Linked DNA regions of Mus musculus: region 2 is linked to region 1. The links are chromatin contacts, called in public HiChIP or PLAC-seq maps. All regions are on one chromosome and are shown on one strand. Each heading gives the region's core, a stretch centred on a gene start, on an enhancer-like site or on the middle of the called end of the contact. The rest is flanking DNA. Distances are from core to core; before and after follow the strand shown. Region 1 overlaps Med13l (mediator complex subunit 13-like). Region 2 has its middle 8.0 kb from the start of AW549542.

Evidence for each region. HiChIP or PLAC-seq counts read pairs in DNA pulled down with a chosen protein or histone mark.
Region 2: an H3K27ac HiChIP or PLAC-seq map of embryonic stem cells shows a contact between it and region 1, with 4 times the contacts expected there. The contact joins two enhancer-like sites. A contact is called at or near these places in 1 of 115 datasets of contacts at active chromatin or transcription factors (embryonic stem cells) and 1 of 9 other capture datasets (embryonic stem cells).

What each region holds. Positions count from the first base shown.
Region 1 is chr5:118,756,495-118,763,702 of GRCm38.p6, reverse strand. Med13l (mediator complex subunit 13-like) reads right to left here. Exons shown (of 31, transcript NM_172424.4): 28 at 6,469-6,626; 29 at 4,440-4,601; 30 at 2,305-2,417; 31 at 1-1,002. The coding sequence ends at 870. Among named protein-coding and RNA genes, the nearest start is that of Gm42015, 83 kb to the left of the region's middle. Within about 2 kb of position 2,527, at least 17 of the 459 cell types and tissues checked have an H3K27ac peak or open chromatin away from gene starts, as enhancers often do. A contact at or near this core is called in embryonic stem cells, where this site is marked.
Region 2 is chr5:119,584,739-119,591,946 of GRCm38.p6, reverse strand. No RefSeq gene overlaps it. Among named protein-coding and RNA genes, the nearest start is that of AW549542, 8.0 kb to the right of the region's middle. Within about 2 kb of position 2,901, at least 27 of the 459 cell types and tissues checked have an H3K27ac peak or open chromatin away from gene starts, as enhancers often do. A contact at or near this core is called in embryonic stem cells, where this site is marked.

The DNA.
Region 1 (7,208 bases), core at 1,278-3,777:
CTCTAGAAAAGGTATTTCCATGTGACTGTATAGAGAAGTGATGAAGGTCCTTGCCTCCAGCTCGGGGCTGAGCCTGACCATCTTCATATAGGGGTGCAACCTACACAGGCTGCAGCCACAGACTGTCTGACCGAGTCTACCACTAGGTGGCCTCCCCGCTTCTTCTCACTCCTTTCTTGGCTTCTAGGACAGAGGTATGTACTCAGAGAATCCTACGGTGGGTCTCAGTGGGCTTCAGCTACTGTACCTGGTCCTCAAGATTAGAAAAAACAAAGTCGCAAAAAAACTTACAACAAAATGAAAAATAAATAAACAGAATGCAGCTGTCCCCAGACCTCCTGTGTCTACACAGGTGTGCCATCAACTAAAACCCTCCTGACAGGCGGGGGAGGCAGAGGCCCCAGCACTAGATCCTGTCCTGGAGCTGGCTCTTAGTTGTGACACATCCCAGGTTATGAAGTATGGGAGACCCCCAGGCATCCACCATTGGCTAGAGGATTGCATTCAGAGGGCTGGACAGCCTGGTACTAAACAGAGGCTGAGAGCAGGCTCTTGTGCAAAAGGACGGTGTCTCTTCTCCTTGCCTCTTCAGCCACCAACAGCCGCCACTTCCCGGGGACTGCAGGCTGCACATATCACACATTGGCTCAAGTCACTGCTTATGGAAATTTCCAGGTCCTCGTGAGACACGTCAAGAAGTCACTGTGGCAATGAACACTGCAGGAGGAGCATGAGCCTGCTCAGAAGGCGTCACAGTGCGGGGTATAGGGAGTGCTCTAAAAAAGGCCGGGCATTTGCAGAGTGGAGCAGGCTCCCTGGCCAAGGCTGCAGGAGGAGCTGAGGCAGAGGGCAAGCGCTTCCCTTCCCGGTTAGAGCATGTTCATGATGGCATTGTACAGCTGCGTGAGCACCACGAAGTGGACGGGAAGGCAGGAAGTGCGGTCCTGGGTGGCTGGATTGCACGTGAGCCAGGATAGGGCGTTGTACTGCTCCAGCACAAACCTGCCAGGGAGAGCACAGAGGTCAGCTTCTGGGCCACAGGCTTGGGGTGTGTGGGGCCCACGTGGCCCACCCTGCGTCCCTGCACACCAGCATGGCCACCTCAGGGCCTCCAGGATCAGGAAGCCACTGAATGAAAACTGTTTCATGTTGGCTAGATGCCAAAATGAGAATATACTGATCATATTGAATTGTTCAGAATGTAATACTTTACTGACACTCGGCTTTCCAAGTTTCTCCATGTTATTCTGATGTGGTCACTGGAAAAAAATCAACAGGGATGGACAGGGCCTTGCTCTCTATGGCAGGTTAGCCTGATACTTTTGACCACAGCCTTAGTTGTCTGCCTGGGTGTGCATGGGTATCCTAGGTGTGCATGGTTGTACTTAACTTGCACAAGACCCTTGCTCTCTGTTCCATCAGAGACCCTGGGGGCCAAGTTGCTAGTGAGGCACCTGTCCATCGCCCATTTCCAAACCACAGTACATCAGAGAGCACCCAGAAAGGCTCAGCTCTCAAGGCACAGGATAGCTTCTGTCTGCTTGTTGTTTTGAAGATCCAGTCTTGGGTCTGGGGCAATATCTCAGCTAGTGACAGAAAGGCTGAGTGTGTGCCCCAGAACCCGTGTAAAGCAGTGAGCAACAGTGCACACTATAATCCAATAGCAGGAGGAGGGAAGGGGAGAGGAGGTGGACACAGGCCAATCTCAGGAGCACGGTGAGAGACAGGAAGAGACTGGCTGGCATCTGGCACGTGCATCCACATGCACACACATGCACATCCACACAGTGTCTCCGGAGCTCAGGCTGGACTCTGGGCTTGAACTCAGTAAGTAAGTAAGGATGACTTTCAACTCCTGGTTCTTTAGCCTTCTCTTTCAAGTTCTGGGATTACAGGCATGCACCATTAAATTTTATGCCCTGATGAAAACAGTGAAACAGAGTCCGTGCATCTGAGGTGCATTCCATAACAAAGAATTAGTGCTCTAGTCAATCGAACATACTTATCTGTGGCAGAGAAGGTCAAACTGAGTTTTCCATGCAGAGCCACTCCCAGGCTCTGCTCCCTAACCTTTGTTCTTCTGCCCAGGGCTGACACCTGCATCACCTCTTTGGAATAGGAAATGAAGTGTCCCTGCACCTCCTGTGTGGTGAACTGAGTGCACACACTGTGTGTCCCTGCACCGTGGGGAGAAGTGGACTCTGCTGCTCTGCACAAGCAGCAGTGTCTCTGAGCACCACCCTGTCCTGCACTCCTCAGGGGCAAGGAGGAAGGAGCGCCACTTTCCCACTCAGTCAGAGCTACCTTAGAACGTCAGATGTGGTCTTGGAGTCCAGAGGGTGTGGAGCCCGCTGAGAGGTCCTGGCAGGAAGGAGCTCATCGGTCTGCGCTACAGAGATGTGGTGATGCAGGGAAGCCTGGGGAAAGACCCGAGAACTTTGTTTCTTTCCAGGTGCAGAGCAGCACAGTGGAGAATGAGCGCGGCCCCAGCCCAGGCTCCGGCTCCTCAGTCATGCAGAGGCAGGCTGCTGTGTGCCTGAGTCCCAACTGCTGAGTCATCTCCTGGGACACACTACTGTCCTAGAGGTAAGCTCAACACTAGTTTCAGGGGCCTCTCTTTCTGGTCTAACCGACTTCATTTTGCTTCTTGAGAAAACAAGCTGACTGGTGTGTGTGCACTCAACAGCACACACGTGAGGTCAGAAGACAGCCTGGCGCACTGATCCCTGCCACCAGACGCACCCGGCCGGGGCTTGGGGGCTCTCTGACTGACTGGGCCATCTCACCAGCATACCTTGCTTCTAACACAACAGTCGAGCACATGAAACAGCAGTTCCTATGTAGTGCTGTATGCCCTGCCACCAAAGCTGGGACAGTGGCCACTATTTGTCACTTTCTTTTCAGTATTTTACCTTTGAAATATTTTAAAACAAACCAAATACTCTATCATTTCTCTTGTAAATTTAGGAAGTAATGCTTACAGATGAGAACCTTTAAGAACTGTATCGCGCGCGCACACTGAATGTGATTCCTTTGTATCAGCTAATGGGCTATATAGTCAAGTCTCTCTGATGTTCTCAAAACTTTCTCTTCCGTCCTCCAGCTATGGGCTAAGCTGCCGTGAGGGGTGTCGAGGCTCTGCAGTCTAGATGTGGCTCTTCATACTGTGGGGCTTCTCAACCCCTCTACCCTTCAGACCCCTCACAATCCCTACTGTCTGATCTGGAGATTTAATTGCAGGTGCACCTCCAGGGTGGGCAGGCAGAGGACCTCGAGGACAGGCAGGCAGGCGCATTCCACAAGGTGGGCACATAATCAGAGGACACAGAGGCGCTGACTGTCTGCTGTCCCAATACAGACAGAGACTAACCTCCACGAAGGAAACGGCCATTTCCTTCATGCTCAGCTGTCAGGTGAGCAAGGCGCTCCATCACAGCGTTCCGTGCCCGCCTGTGCCTGGTATCTCTGAGTAGAGTGACACACTACCGCCTGTTTGTCACCTCCTGTTTGGATACGACCCTAACAGTCCTGGGGACTCTCCCTGCTCTGCTGACTGACTAGGTGTCCCTCCTACACTGGAGTATTTCCCACAGGTTACTCCATGTCCCCTCCATGCCACACAAGAGTGGCTCACAGCTCTGCCCACTGAGACGACACCAGTGCTGCAGAGCTGGCTCAGCTGGCCCTTACTCACAGCACGGCATGCCGCTTCCCCTCATCTCTTGCTCCCGTCACTGGGCTGGCTTACTCTGTGGCAGGGTTGCTGTGCCCTTCAGCCTTGTTTCAGCTCACAAGTCATATGACCTCCCACCTCAGCCACCTTCACAGCCAGGCATGGGCATGATAAGTACCTACATCATTTCTCACATCTGCCAGCATCCAATGGCTGGAGGTGGGTATGCTGTGCCACAGGGGGAGCTCAGGGCTGTCATCACTCAGTTGACTCCCTTATAAGAGTCCTCTCCCCATGGCTCCCACCATGGTATACTCTCAAACCTCTCTCTCTTTCTGCCAAAAATGAGAAATGGATGCCCTCTGAGGCTCCTTTACACTCTGCACGTGTGGGCCTTGTTTTAAGGGCACAATCAATAAAAGCCATACAAGGAGGAAAACGCACAGATGTGAAAGGTTTGAATGGCCCTGGCTCTGCTCTATGGAGGACGGCTCCAGTATGCAGCCAGGTAGGACTGTGCTGTGGCTTCCTGGCAGTCATCAGTACCGACTAGGAGAGTCAGGTTGTGTGAACTCACTTCTTGACAGCAAGTCGGGGTCCCTTTTCTGAAGTCCACTCTTCTGTAACTAAAACCTCCTCAGACTTTAAGTGACAAGTGACACAGGAGCACAAAGAGCCTGGGTCAGCGAAGAGGAGATTTCTAGCTCCAACCAAATGAAAACACATGCCAGAGACTTGTCTTAAACCCCAGCGTGCATCTACCAACCTTCAGGAAGAGTGGGCACTGGTTCCGGGCCTGGGGGCACGATGACCAAAACCACTGCGGGAGGTTCTCCGCTTTGGCAGTGGACACAAAATACCCAAGGGCCAGGGGCTGCTGCTTGAGTTCCTCTGGAGCCTCCCGAGACAGAAGCCGCTCTCCCTGGCTCTGAAAAACAAGGCCCAAAGCACAATGAGCATCACCAGGCACTAACAGCAGCTTTCATCTTGACTATGCACACTAGTGACAGTCCCCTGCCTGCAGTACCTCCCACCAAAGCCCTTGGGGACTAAGCAATGTGACCTGGAATACACAGGTCTCTGCAGTGAAGTCAGGCATCTGACAAACACTATCGACCAGACAAAGGTTTTGGAAAAATGGATACAGTGATCCCAGAAGCACAAGGCACCCGCTCTGGAGCTGTGTGTCACTGCATGCTGAGATGGAAGACCCCAGCATCCTCAGGGGCATCTAGGACCCCTAGAGTGCACCTGCTCTCCATCATCACCTTCCCTGGATTAGAACTGAGCACCACAGCTCAGAGTCTGCAGGGAGCAATGCTCCTGCCACCCTGTGTGCTCGCTGTGTGGGAGTGCTGAGTGAGTGTGCTGTGAGTGAGTGTCGTGTGCCTCTCGGAGTCTTCTGTGCCTCTCTGCATCAAGCACTTCCCACCTGTCGGTGACTACTGAGATTTAAAAGGTGCCTTTAGTACAAGTAATGGTAAGTGGTCAGTTTGTCTTTAATGTCTCCTATGTAGAGAAAGAAAATGATCCTTATTAATTTACTACATCAAGTCCTATCAACTCTGATTCTGGATAGAGAAAAGTAAAATAAAATTATTCTGGCCAAAGATAAAAAGTGAAGTCAGGACACAGTAGAACACACACACACACATATCTGTGCACATAATCCTCAAACTCAGGAAGAAAGGTTAAGGCAGGAGGATCGGACTTGAAGGCAGCCAACTTGAGGCCTGCTGTGAAACAAAGACAAAGCCTTGACCTCCTGGTCCTGTGTGATGACTTAGCTAGGGATAAACAGTTCAGGAAGAAAAAACGCTCAAAGACTCTGGGAGGCTCCAGGCTGAGGGGCTCAGAACTGAAAGCATCAACAGCTGAGATCTTAGGAATGCTACAGTGAACCCAAGCAGTAAGCACATGACGGCGTCATGACGGGGTCACGGCGGGGTCACCACAGGCTGCCATGCACCAATCACGGGAATATGATTTCAAACTGCTAGAATAAAACCTGACCTTTCAGTTTCTGTCAAAATAAACATCAGGGAACAAACAGCTTGTCACCCCCTGGCCAGTAGCCGGAAGGAATCCCAGGCATTTACCATTTCTTCCTCCCAGGAGGAGAAGCACTGGTCAGGCAATGACTGAGGGCCCTGCTGGCCCCTGTCCCTTCAGCTGCTCTATGACTAAAGTGACTCTATTCTAACCCTTCCTTCTCCTCATCACCCTAAGTGACAGCAGCGCTGGCAGCATGGTCCCCTCTACAAGTCAGTACACACGGGGTGGCTGGCACTTGCTCAGGGAGAGACAGCACACAGCAACTCCTTACTGACTAAATCCCTCCTCAGAACCTCGGTCACATGTACAATCTGGCTGTGAGGTAGGTCTAAGTCACTGGCTGGGACAAAGCTGACAGAGCTAGAGGGCAGTTCTTGACCTTCAAACCTTTCATTAATCCACGGCATTTAAAGATGGAGCTGGCACCGGGCTTGGCTCCCTCACTGGCTTGTAGCAGTGATCCGGACACATCTGAGAACTATGCCCCTGCAGGCTGCTGCCAACATGACCAGCGCTGTATACGAGAAAGTATAGGAGAAAGACTAACTTCCTAATAAAGGGAGCATTAGGAATGCCCGAATGTTTCTTTCCAAATCCCTGCTCCCCGAGATAGGTAGGAGAGCTGTGCACCTGAGACCTCGACCTCTGGGGAGAGTCATGAGCAGTCAAAGCAGGGCTGGAGAGGAGAGGGTTTCCTGAGCCTGTGGTTGTTCTCAGCAACCTCCTTCCAACATCCTTACCCGACTGTGCTGGAAGTGAGAGCCCACACCGATTCCAGAGGGAGAGCCCGGGGAGGGAACCGGAGAGGAGTTGGGAGAGGAGTGGAGGTTCCCGGTCATGAGGATGCCAATGTCATTGTCCATGTCGTCTGGGAATGGAAGGTCTACAAACATGTCATCTAGAGGGAAACACAGGGAAGTTAAAAAGTCACCTCGCTCCACCTTGCCATCCGGTGTTCTGTTAACCTTCAACCCCACAGGCATGCTGTGGTACCTAACAGGTGCCCACTGTGTGCAAGTGCTACACACTGTAATTTGTTTTCTCTCCAGTGACCTCCTAACCAAGTAAACACACCGTGGAGAAATCACAGCCAGGGAGGAAAGCCCGCAATTCCTTTCAGCCTCCAAAGACAGAGAAAAAGGTAAAAGGCAGCTCAGTTGTTGCAAGGTCAATGTTGGCACTGTCCAGCAGCAAGCAGACCCCAGCTAGGTACATGGTCAGTAGCTACAGGGCTGGAAGGCTGATGTCAGGGACCAGGGAGAAGCCCACCCCATAGCAGATTAAAGCAGTGCTCATTAGGAGATGCTCTCCCTACACTGCAGAAGAAGGCCAGACTCGCAGGAAATTTGGAAAGAAGAAACATGAAGGTAAAACCGTCACACACCCAGTTAGTGTGGACAGCTGCCATGAGCCCGTCTGTCCCCACATGACTGGGACTACGGTGAGGCCGTGTCATAGCACATTCTGGTGTCCTTCTCCT
Region 2 (7,208 bases), core at 1,652-4,151, 830 kb before region 1:
CCTAGCACTCAGAAAGCAGAGTCAGTTGAAGTTTGCCTGTCTGGTCTGCATAGTGAATTCCCGGCTAGCCATGGTTACATAGTAAAACTCTGTTTCAAAGAAGAAGAGGAAGTGGAGGGGGAGGAGGGAAATGGTCAGGCAATGTGCATCTATCTCCCAGGTACTTAGGAAGCAAGGACAGACCAGCCTGGGCTACAGAGATTTAGGAAACAACAGCTGATGTTGCACACCCAGGGCAATAACTACAATGTAAATGACAGTTTGAGGGTTGACAGGGTCCACAGGCAACTGCAACATTCCAGGTGTTGGTGGGACTGGAGAAGGAATTTATTCCTCAAAACAGTTGCTTTTTTGAAAAGAAACAATCGGAAAACAATAGATATTAAGTCTGGGGGGTGGTACGTGCTTGCAATCCCAGCATTCCAGAGGTGGAAATATCCATTCGTGGTTATCCCCAACCTTGGCTGTGAGTCACGTTCCTGGTCAGCTTGGGCTATGTAAGACCTTGTTTCAAAATAAAAGTAGAGAAGGTGGGGGAAGGGGGGCAAGATTGCTCAGTGAGTACAAGTAACCCGGCTACCAAGCTCATGACTTGAGTTTGGTCTCCCATAGAGTACAAGGAGAGAATTGAGTCCCTCAGAATGACCTCCTGACCTCCCTATGAGCAGGGTGACACACACTCGTCCTTATATTCTCAAGAATGTGAGTGTGCCACACCTCCTATTAAAAACAACAACAACAACTTCTTCTTCTTCTTCTTCTTCTTCTTCTTCTTCTTCTTCTTCTTCTTCTTCTTCTTCTTCTTCTTCTTCTTCTTCTTCTTCTTCTTCTTCTTCTTCTTCTTCTTCTTCTTCTCTTCTTCTTTCTTCAGAGACAGGGTTTCTCTGTGTAGTCCTGGCTGATCTGGAACTCACCTTGTAGACCAGGCTAGCCTTGAACCAGAAATATAGAAAAATCTGTCTACCTATGCCTCCCAAGTGCTAGGATTAAAGGTGTGCACCACCAGTGCCCTGCCTATCTTTTCTCAATGCTTTACTTAAGCACCTTGTTGGAGAATAGGGCCTTTGGTTCCTACCAACCCAGAGCTTTACCCTCTCTTGCTGGCCAAAGGAAGACCTGTTAGCATTTCTTCTAGGATCCGCCCACCAGCTACCTAGCAATAGCCAGGTAGCCAGGTTGGTGCCTGACTTGCTGTAAAAGGACTATTTGGAGCCCAGCAGTGGAGGCACACACCTTTAATCCCAGCACTTGGGAGGCAGAGGCAGGCAGATTACTGAGTTCGAGCTAGCCTGGTCTACAGCCAGTACTATACAATAAATAAATAAATAAATAAATAAATAAATAAATAAATAAATAAAATCAGCTTTTATTTATTTACTTTTTAAAAAAGGACTGTTTGGATTTTCTTGATCTTTCTCTGACCTCCACCCCTTCTATGATTATCCCTTCCCCCAACCTCTGCCCCTCTTCTTCCTCTCTGTCCTCCACCTCTGTTTTTCCATGTGTTCCCCGCAACCTCCCTTCTCATGCCCCCAAACCAAGTTCGTTTTATACTAGACCCATCATATGGCTGGTACCTCAAGGGGAGATGCCTCAGCATGGGCCCGCTAAGACACCCCCCCCCCCACATCATACCGCATTTTTCAAAAACATATCAAGACCTCTTTTTTCCAAGCAGGGAAAGGCTATATTAGACACTCAGAGTGGGAACACTTGGGTGGGATTGCCGGACGTGACATGAGTGGCCCAAAATAGCTCAGTGGTGGCATCTCACCCCTAGTTCCTTCTGTTTAGAGTCAGGAGAAAGCCCTGACCATGTAAGTAAGCCTGGGCTGAGCCACAGGATCAGGGATGGAGTGGTGGGGATGGGAATGTACCAGACTATGACAGCATTTCTACCTACCCAAGACCCTTGTTGAAGAATGGATACAGAATAGGCAGATGGCTGGCTCAGAGAAGGTATGAAGAACTTGGGCTAGGTCAGGGAAACTTATGACAGACTGCATGTAGCCCAGGCTGGCCTTGAACTCATTAGGTAGTAAAGGTTGACCTTGAACTCCTGAGCTTTTTGCCTCCTTGTGTAGAGTGTTGGACTTTCAAGCATGCACCCCATATTTGGCTTAGGAGGAGCTTCCAGTTTTGATCATGTTGTATAGTGATCACGCCTTGGAGAGATTGGGGGTCGGAGGAGAGGGGCAGTATCAGGGCTGGAAGGAGAAGATATCCATCTACTGTAGAGACCCTGGAAGTCTCCTGAAATCCAAATCTAACATTTGGAGAGGCAAACCCCACTGAGCCCCCCCCCCCCCACTCCCAACCCCATTTGACTTTTTTTGTTGTTGTTGTTGAGACAGCGCTTCCTTTTCTGTGTATTCCTGACTGTCCTGGAACTCGCTCTGTAGACCAGCTGGCTGCAAACTCACAGGGAGAGCCACCTGCCTCTGCCTCATGAGAGGGACCAGATAACTAGATGACTATCAAAGAAGCCACAGGGGAGGGCTGTTCCAAAGTGCTTCTGTCCCCAGACACTGCAGTTTACCTAATCCTTCAGTTAGCCCCTGGTAAAATGGGGTACAAGTCCCTCGCTTATGAGATGAGTGGTGTATAAAGAAACCATCATGGTGCCACCTGTGACAGATCTCAGAGCTGAAGCCCCTAAGAGGAGTTAGCTCAGTGCCCATTTGGCTGCAGAAAGGGCTCTGGGGGCTGCTTAAGCACTTGGGATATGTCTGGACTTGCAGGTACTATCTTGACTCCAAGAAGCCCTTGCTTCTAAGGAGAAAGTTCCCAAAGATGCCTTTATACAACTAGTAACTTTATCTTTAGAACAATACAGCTTTCCTTCAGGGCCCAGGGTGGGACACAGGAATCTTTGGCTTGCAAGCAAGCGCCACACGCCCCTTTCTTTAATCTCTTCTGCTGTGTGTCTGGGAGATAGGCCAGAGTGATGCTAATGATCAGCTGCTTGCTTCAAAACACTCCGGCCAGCTTGAGGGCAGTGGTGGGCAGCGGGGGTAGGGAGATCAGAGAAATCTCCAGGGCTAGAAGTAGCCGGGCTAGGGAGATAGCAAGAGCATTCATCAAAGCAGTGAGGGAATACCTGGGGGCACTGGGTGTCTGTCTGTCTGCTCAGCTGCCCCAGTCACCAGAGAGAGTGAGGGCTTCCAGCTTGTGGCTCTCAGTTCTTGCCTGGGGGGCTGGGAGTGGGGTGGTGGTGGTAGTGAGGGGTTGGTTTCTCTGAAAAAGAGAAAGGGGGAAGAAAAAAGGAGATGAGGGGGAGAGAAGGAGAGAGAGGGGTGCTAAGTGGACCAGGGAAGTGAAAGAGAATTCATCAAAGAGAATCAGGAAGGAAGAAGGAAGCTGCTACTCAGCCAAGTTCCAGCAGTGTTCTCCTGGAGGCCCCAGGAGGTGGGGACTAAAGCTCCCATTTCGCAGATAAGGACTCAGAACACCGCCGAGGTTAAAGCTCTTGCCCTCAGGCTGTAGGCTGTAAAGATAAGAAATCAAAGCTGGACTTTTCCATTCTATTCCTTCTGTCTACAGTCCTTTACAGGCGTTTATTCCTTTGGTTATTTAGTTACCTAGTGTGCATGTTTATGTGTGTCTGTTTCTTGTTTTACCTCTTCCCCAATACAAGTCATGCGATGTGGCTCCGGGTGGCCTGGAAGTCTCAGGATCCCTGGTGCGGGCATACGGACTGGTGGTAGGCTGTGCCGTTCTCCCAAAGGCTCTCTGACCTCTCTCAGCTGGCCCTGCTCTTTCTGTTTTCCTTCTTGGAATGTCCCCTGCCCCCCTTTCTCCCTTCCCCTCCCTCAGCTAGACAAGTCTTCCCAAAAAGTCTGGCTCACACACCTAAGGAAGCGTCTCAGCTCCTCCTGGTTTTGGTCACAGCCTTCTGAGATGAGTTGGCAGAGGCAGGTTATGTCACTGTGAGTTCGAGGCCATCTATCCTGGTCTATACAATGAGACACCACCACCCCCCATTTCAAAAAAAAAAAAGGGAAGGAAGGAAGAAAGAGAGAGAGAGAGAGAGAAAGAAAGAAAGAAAGAAAGAAAGAAAGAAAGGAAGGAAGGAAGGAAGGAAGGAAGGGAAAGGAAAGAAAAGAAGAGAAGAGAAAAGAAAAGAAAAGAAAAGAAAAGAAAAGAAAAGAAAAGAAAAGAAAAGAAAAGTCAATGGCTGTCTTGTCCGTAGATAGGTGGAGATGGAGCAGACTAAAGCAGGCACAAGCAAGAAGAAGAACAACACAGGGAAATGGGAGAGCCTCCGCCATCGCCATTCCTCCTCCCCCATCCTATCCCAGCTGCTTGGAGTCCAGGCCAAGGTGAAGGGCATGAGACTCTGCAGGCTCCTGCTGTGCAACGAGCGTATATTTTGTGTGCCTGGTGTTTACGTTTTTTTTTTTTTTCTCCTTTGAAGGCTGCTTGGGAAAAGCAACAGTCCCGGACGGACGCAGCAAAGATATTGTCTTCTCTTCTCTGGCCAAGAGAAATTTTAATCACCCTGTGGAGTAATGGCCTCAGAATAGCATAATAGAAACAGTGCTTAAAATACTTGGATAAACACAGCCCAGGGAAGAACAAAAAGCACTCGGAGACTACCTCATCCTTCGCACTGGGTCCTACAGCAGAGGGGAAGAGAGGTGGTCTTGCCTAGCTTAGGGGCTGTGATAAATGAATAGGACGTGTATGTGTTTTAAACTGAAGCCTGCCCCCACTTTTTGGAAGGTCATCCATCCCAAGGTGCTCCAGCCAGGTACTCCCCATTTTAAACCCGTCACAAAGTGGAGAGAAGCAGATTTGATGCAAGTAATTTCCGAGTCTTTGGATAGGGAGAGTCTTTCCATCATCAGCATTAGGAGCTGAATCCTGAACCCAGGACTGCTAACAAGGCGATGGGCAAGGTCAAGCCACACCTTTAACCCTTTCTGGTTTCAATAAACAAACAAACAAATAATTGAGGTAGGGCCTCACTGGGTTAGCTCTGTAGACCAGGCTGGCCTGGAACTCACAGAAAGATCTGTATGCCTCTGCCTCCCAACTGCTGGGATTACCGGTCCAGCCACCAATTGTTCAGCCTGGCCTTGAACTCGTGATCCTCCCGTTATACCCTCCCCTGTAGCTGGGCGTATAGGTCTGTATCACCAAGCCCCTCCTCCCCTCCCCCCTCCTCCCCTCCCTTCCTCCCTCCTCCCCCCTCCCTTCCCCTCCCCTCTCCTCTCTTCTCCTCTCCTCTCTTTTCCCCCTCTCTGTCTATCTCTATCTCTCCCTCCGAGGGGTCTCGTTCTGTAGCTCAGGCTGGGCCCAAATACATGACCTTCCCACCTTTGTCTCCCAAGTGCAGAGATTACTGGCATGTGCCACCACGCCTGATCTTTAAATAGCTTTACAGGTAGAATCCTGAGGTGAACGAATTTGCTGGGGGGATGGGTGGTGGGGGTTGTAAGAGGGGAGATGGCTTGTGAATACCGAGTCTCACAAAATGAAGTAGGTATGTCTACTTCAGCTAAAGGCAAACCCGGAAGGAAAAATGCCAAAACTCACGTTTATGACATGCAAGATGCAGGGGCCAGCAAGATGGCTCAGAGGGGAAAAGGGACTCCTGAGCTTGATCCTCCAGACCTTCACATGCATGCTGTGGTATGCCACCCTTCCTAAATAAATAAATAAATAAATAAATAAATAAGGGCTGGAATGGTGACTTAGTAGGGCGTTTGCGCTACCGAGGACATCCAGCGCTACCGAGGTGTTATAGATCTGTGCACAACAAAGCCCAAATTAACCAAAAGCAAAGCTGTATTATCTCGGCCCCTATTACTCTCTCGGAGATTCAGTTTTTCTGTCTATAATGTGCAGTAGGAGATAGTTCACAAAGTCTGGTCAGTGGGTTTTTTGTTTTTTTTTTTTCTCCCTTGCTCAGAACACTTAACCCTGTTGGCCTAGAAATCAAAGTTATTCAAGAAGTTCCAGGGACTGGAGAGAAAGCTAGTAGGCACAGATTCTGCCCTGACCACTACGGTGAACATTTCTCTCATTTTCTCTGTGTTTCTTATAATAACAGCCATTTGAAGAGGTCCAATTATCTGTACTGTTCATATCTGTACTGTTCATTTAGGGCCAGTGTAACACAGCACTGGGCCCCGCCCCACTCTTCCAGGGTAGAGTATATTATACAGGCCCCACTAATGATACTTAGCAGGTATCCAGTGCACGCTTAGTACACAGTGGTCTCAACCACGCTACTTTGAACTTCTTTTTTTTTTTTTTTTAAGATTTATTTATTATTATATGTAAGTACACTGTAGCTGTCTTTAGATATACCAGAAGAGGGCATCAGATCTCGTTACGGATGGTTATGAGCCACCATGTGGTTGCTGGGATTTGAACTCTGGACCTTCGGAAGAGCAGTCGGGTGCTCCTACCCACTGAGCCATCTCACCAGACCTACTTTGAACTTCTTGAAGGCTGGTTTGCTGAGCCAGGCATGGTGGCACCCACCTGCACAAACACTTATTAGGGAGACTGAGGCAGGATAATTTCTTGAGCCTATAAATTTGAGTCCAGCCTGGGCAAATATAAACATCAGGGCTGAGGAGGGCTCAGCCAGTGAAGGTGCTTGCCCTGCGGGCATGGCTAACTTCTATTATCCTGTTGAATTCTCTTAGCATATCTATTGCTAATTTTGGGAACTGGAGGGGTGGAGATAAAAACGGGACAATTAAAAAAGATAAAGTGATTTCTCCAAAAAGAGTTAAGTCCGGGAAACTCCAATCTACTTTCTTTTCTTATTTTAAACAACAAATTCCAGGATCTTCTCACCTTGCCAAAGGGCAGAGAATTGAGTCTTTAGGGAGGATGAAAATGTGTCCCTTGTCACCTTCAGGCCCTAAGTGCAGACACATGCTCTGTCGCACCCTCATACACGCACACTCACATGCATACACACCACACAGCCTGAGGTACAACGGGGTGTGGTAGACACATGTTGCAATTCCAGTGTCAGAGAGGCTGAGGCAGGAGGATCCTCAGTTTGAAAGGAGTCTGGGCTAGGTGGAGGAACCCTCTCAAAAATCAAACCAAAACAAATAAAAAATTAAAACAAGCCTCAGATGCAAGGAGCCTTGGGTAGGTGGGATTCTCAATTTTGGAATCATCAAGGACAGTTGATAGCTGTGATCTCCAGTCTCTGGGTTTATCTACATTTTTTAGGC